Linked DNA regions of Mus musculus: region 2 is linked to region 1. Evidence: chromatin contacts called from public HiChIP or PLAC-seq data. All regions are on one chromosome and are shown on one strand. Each heading gives the region's core, a stretch centred on a gene start, on an enhancer-like site or on the middle of the called end of the contact. The rest is flanking DNA. Distances are from core to core; before and after follow the strand shown. Region 1 has its middle 99 kb from the start of Gm23324. Region 2 has its middle 27 kb from the start of Gm33450.

The links. HiChIP or PLAC-seq counts read pairs in DNA pulled down with a chosen protein or histone mark.
Region 2: an H3K4me3 HiChIP or PLAC-seq map of the 230-238 cell line shows a contact between it and region 1, with 4 times the contacts expected there. The contact joins two enhancer-like sites. A contact is called at or near these places in 1 of 15 datasets of contacts at CTCF or cohesin (pro-B cells), 1 of 484 Hi-C or Micro-C datasets (the 63-12 cell line) and 2 of 115 datasets of contacts at active chromatin or transcription factors (the 230-238 cell line and large pre-B cells).

The regions. Positions count from the first base shown.
Region 1 is chr14:94,546,068-94,548,969 of GRCm38.p6, forward strand. No RefSeq gene overlaps it. Among named protein-coding and RNA genes, the nearest start is that of Gm23324, 99 kb to the left of the region's middle. Within about 2 kb of position 1,519, at least 6 of the 459 cell types and tissues checked have an H3K27ac peak or open chromatin away from gene starts, as enhancers often do. A contact at or near this core is called in the 230-238 cell line and the 63-12 cell line, where this site is marked.
Region 2 is chr14:94,761,612-94,764,311 of GRCm38.p6, forward strand. No RefSeq gene overlaps it. Among named protein-coding and RNA genes, the nearest start is that of Gm33450, 27 kb to the left of the region's middle. Within about 2 kb of position 1,325, at least 3 of the 459 cell types and tissues checked have an H3K27ac peak or open chromatin away from gene starts, as enhancers often do. A contact at or near this core is called in the 230-238 cell line and the 63-12 cell line, where this site is marked.

The DNA of each region.
Region 1 (2,902 bases), core at 269-2,768:
GGCATGAGATAGAACTCATGCTGACACCTTACTGTTAATGTGCCCAGGAAATTGAATCAAGAACGATCATGAGGCTAGGAGAAAATGCACTGCTCTTACTAGGCCAAAGAAACATAGAAATAAAATGACTCCTAATGAAATATTGATATACCTGTATAATACACTATCACTCAAACCTCACCAGAAAAAGATTGTCTTTCTAGAGATGGGAAGAGAACCACAACTGATTAATGTCTAGAGTTTGAAGGACTTTGTTGAACTCAACCATCAAACTTTTCCTGCCAAGGCTCAGAGCCTTCTGAGTTAGATGAGGTAGAAAGAATATATAAAACCCCAATTTGTAGACAATACCATGGAAAAGACATCATTGAGACACAACAATGTTGGTCCACATATAAACTCAGAGGCCAGAATATCACACAGAAGACATGTATACGCTCAAACAGGACAAAGTCCAAACACTGAGAAAGGGACCAAAATCCCACAAGTAATCAAGAACTTTCTTTGTACATGACACCTGCTGGGAAAGGGAATATCAGTTTTTCTCCAAAGAGGTGTTGCTGGGTATATGAAGCACACTCCAGGCCAGGCTTCATGACCAAGAGTAGTTGGACAACACAAAATTTACTCCATATTATTTCTGTGTGCATTTTGTTTTGTTAATATTGAATTATTGGTTTTCTTTTTTTTCTCATTTTGTTTCTTTGTTTGTGTCATTTGTGGGCCTATTTGTTGTTAATTTTATGTTTATTTTGTTTTTGCTTTGTGGGAGAGAGAGAGAGAGAGAGAGAGAGGAGAGAGTGAGGGAGAGAATGAAGGAGGGAGGGAGGGGGATGATGGGAGGAAGGGAAGAAGGGAGAGAGACATGCACACACATGCACACACACATATGTATATATGTGTGTATGTCTGTTGGTGTAGTATATGTGTATGAGACAGAGCTGAGGATTTGTTCAATTAAATAAATATTAGTAGTTAAAACTGTTGCTCCTGACATTTATTCTTTCCTGTTGTCAACATGTCATTTTATCAGATAAAATAAACCAACAGTTAGACTTACAAGGACATTTTAATTGTGGTAGTTAAGGTCATTTTGGAAGATCTAGTTTTCACTTTTTGTATGGTGACATGGAACATGTTAAATATTTTTCTATCATCAGCTATGTATATTTACCAGTTATGTGCAAGATATAAATTGCAATCCTAGTGTCCAGCAATGTACAATTTTAGTAATTTTGTCATACCTTTAGGGCACTGACAGTTAACATCAGAAAAAAAAGACATTATCATGGCTTAAAAAGCAAACAAACAAAGTTTAGGAACTTAAACTTTTAATCTAATTTTTATTCTATTCTTATTTCTTTATATTATAATTTCAATAATGTACAATAATAAGCCATTCTTATATTTAAAAATTATTGGAGCCAAGGTTGAAATTGTTTTAGTAAAATATATGTGAACTTCTTCCTTCTGTGGTTCAGCAGCTCTGAGATGCTGACTATATCCTGTTGAAAACAGGCTTTCATAGAAGTGAAACTTGGTCTCTTGGGTCCCAAGCATCATCACCATCTCTCTTCACATCCTCTCACTTGCCTTGCTATTTCAGTAAGATGTCTATCATCATTAATAAGAAATCCTAACTGTTTGTACCTAAATGTATTTCCATTAAAATAATAATAAAAATTTACTTGAGCTTTATTTTCTAAACTTTACTAGCTTAGATGAAACAGCACAGATGTTTGTGTGCATAGCATACCTATATTTGTATGCATATTTGTTACTGCATGCTGTATCTATGCTATATTTCAAAGTTAGTCACTATTTGACTAGGTGTTATAGATGAATATTCATTTTTAATGCTAACATACAAAGTAATGAATATCACTATTGTATTTGTATATATACTTTGATCTTATACTCACCAATATATATCCTTCTGTAAAGAATACACTTGTGCATGCATAAATAAGAAGAAATGGAGATAACATGTAGACCACAAATATTACTTGACAATGTGCTGAAATGTTAATTAAAATATTAAATAGCTAATCCATTTCTTTTCAGAAATAACAATTTCTTGAGAGAATTCTTTGTGGCTGAATATTCTTTGTGTGCTCTCTTATCTATTTAATATTCCCTGAACTTCTCATGTTATGAGAGACTGTCTCAAGTCTGTTGAATTTCAGTAGGGTGTATACATACAGCTTTGCTGTTTGATTGTCATGTTTTTCTTCATAATAAATTTTATGCTTGCATATATGTATTCATTCATATATGGTACAGATGTTTACATTTAACAGTGAATATAAATAAGACATAAAACTACAATTACATGTCAGGTAGTGACTGTTTATTTATTACCAATTTGCAAGTGCTTCATGTCTTCCAGTAATCCTATTGAAAATCATTTCAGATGAGAACATTTACTCTCATGGACCTGTGTACTCAGACATCACTATTATATCCTCAGTATTTTACAGGATTGTTGGCTAAAAAAAAAGAAGTCTGGAGTACAAGGTAAAATTTGAGTATCCAGTTTTATGGAAATATACAATATTCTTGGATAAAGGGAGTGATTAGAAATAATATGTTACTTAATTTAAAATATTGGTATTCTCTGCATGAATATGTTTATTGTAGTTTTTAAAGTGTTATATCAAACTTTGATCTTTCCCTCTGCCCATTCCAACCTCCCCCTTTCCTTTGAGAAGAGAAGCATCCTTCTAGGTGTCCTTTCATCTTTTTCCAACTAGCCCTCCAAACCCTACTTCATCAAGTTACTAGGTACAATCCCCTCCCACTAAGGCCAGATAAGGCTGTCTATTTAAGGAAGCAGGACACACAGGCAGGCAGGCAGGCAGGCAGGCAGGCAGGCAGGCAGGCAGGCAGGCAGGCAGGCAGG
Region 2 (2,700 bases), core at 75-2,574, 220 kb after region 1:
TGCTTGACTGTGAGTATCTCTATCTGTATTAGTCAGCTGCTGGTAGAGCCTCTCAGAGAACAGGCATGTGAGACTCTTGTCTTCAATCATAACATGGTATCACTAGTAGTGTCAAGTATTGGTGCCTATCCATGGGATGAATCCCAATTTGGACCTCTCACTGCTCAGCCACTGCTTCAGTCTCTGATCCATTTTTGTCCCTGTACTTCCATTAGAAAGGAATAATTCTGGGAAAAAAAATTGGAGATACACGGGTGGCCCTATGCTTCCCATGGAGGTCCTGTCTGAAAATTGGAGGTGGTATCTTCAGATTCCATTTTCTCACTGTTGGGCATTTCAACTAATATCTCATTGAGTGCTGGGAGCTTCTCACACCCCCAGGTCTCTGGGACTTTCTAGAGGTTTCCCCAACCCCACTCCACTTGGGGATCCCTATAGAAGAGCTAGGGAAAGGATTGAAGGAACTGAAGGGGAAGAACAATAGTGTCAATTAATCAGGAAATCTAGGAACTCCCATAAACTGAGCTACCAACCAAAGAACATACACAGGGTCATCCAAGGTCCTGGGCCCTTATGTACCAGAGGACAACCTTGTCTAGCCTCATTGGGAGAGGATACACCTAATCTTGCAGAAACATGATGCCCGAAGGTAGGGAAATATCCAGTCTAATGGTAAGAACTCTGCTAGAGAGGGCAGGAAGGGGGAGACAACATTTGGAATATAAATAAATAAAAAATTAATTAATAAAACAACAGCAAAGAAACTTCTCTTTGCAATAAGTAGTAGTGAATACAGACACATGGCTTCAAACATGCTGAGCACAATTGAGAGTGGAGTGCTTAGACCTAAATAGGATATTCATAATGTCACAACTGAGACTTAAAAAGACAGGGAAGAAAAAATACAAGAGTCAGAATATTGGAAAATGGGCTATGAAGGGTGACCTTTTGGGCATGTCCTAGTCTATACATTCATAGTCATGAATTCACAGCAGCTGTGGCTGTCTATTATGAACCTCTACAACACAGAAACTCTGAGCATGAATTGGCAAGGGCCTCAGTAAAGTCTTCCTACTCTTCAACTACTGGAAATGGACCAATTCATTAAGAGGAAATTTCATTATATGCGTCCATTTCTCTACTGCGGAGTTGAACATGCTACAGTCCATAGTTCTAAACCTATAATTTCACAGCTTGCATTATTTAAAGCAGTGGGTCTCAAAGACCAAGTGAGCAAATGAACAAAGATATAATTATGGGAAATAAATTTGTGGAGGAAATTGTGGTGACAAGGACAGGAGGTAAAGAAACAAAGGTGGCGTTTGGGGAAGTCAGAATATCTTATAAATATATGCAAATGTGAAAGAATGAATTCAGTCCATTCTTAGAAAGATCTTAGTAGTGTCTGTTTTTCTTTCTTTCCTTTTTTTTTAACTTTACTTCTAGGAAATCTTAAAGTGTGCTAATATGTTTGTGAATCATGCTGTTTGACTCTCAACAAAACCTTTAATTTTACCAGTAACTGACTTACCAGGAAAAGTCAGTACACAGAATTTGACATGATTATTTCTTCTCTTGGAAATGTAGTCCCAGATCAGGAGTAGAGATTTCTAGAAATGAGCATTTAATAAATGTACGACTTTTACAGAAAATTATCTAAGAGACAGGATTTTAGTTGATGAAACACAAGCTCCTTACCTCCATTTTCCCCAACTTAATATTAGTCCATTTTTTCTGCTGTGGTGGTGATGTAACAGAATTGTGTAGCACAGCATGTTTATTAAAAAATTCAAAAAAGAAAAGGAAAAAAGAAAAGAGAAAAGAGAAGAAGAACATTATAGACACATGGTTTTAGTGACTGGAAGTTTTAGAATGATAAGCCAGTCATTTAGATTAATAAAACAGTCTGTGTATTTATTTCTCTGTTCCTTTAGTAAGAATGGGTCAATGGAGATTAATTCTGAGGGTTTTATTTCCATTACACATATTTGTATACTAATTTTAGAGCACATGCATAGTGCCTGAGAAGTAAGTAAGATGGCCACATTAACAGTAAAAATGCAAAGAAAAAGCTTCATTGAGAAAAGCTTGCAAAACAGCACATCATGTCAACAGAAAACAGAAAACCATCTGGGAAGTCAATAATTAAATAATTAGGAGGTTAAGTATGGTATTAACAAGAATGTTTGATAGAGCTTAGGACTAATGCCTAGAAAAAGAAAGCAACAAATCATTTGTATCTAAATCCAATGCAAAGTATTAGATGGGAGAGAAAGTTCAGTTCATGATATCTCAAACCTAGAGAGGTCAATTTCAGTTAATGCATCAGAGATCTTAAGTTGAAAATTCAACAATATCAATACAAAACAAAATATGCCAGTAAACACATAGGCTATTTTGAGTTGTTAATAATAATGTACCATCCAGAAAACTTGGCTATGTCTGAGTATAAATCCAAGGGAAAAATACATCAGGCTTCTGATTTGTCCATTCTAAAATATTTCACCTACTTAAGTTCATCAATCAATTTGTTTAGTCTGGGTGAAAGACTATCTTCAACTTGAGTCACAAATCACACCAAATCTTCTGGTGCCTTCATTGAATTTCCATTTATTTTCTTGTGTGTAAACATCAAAATTATCTCAAATTAAATAACTTCATTCAGACTTAATTTTAATCTTTCTATATATTATATATCAT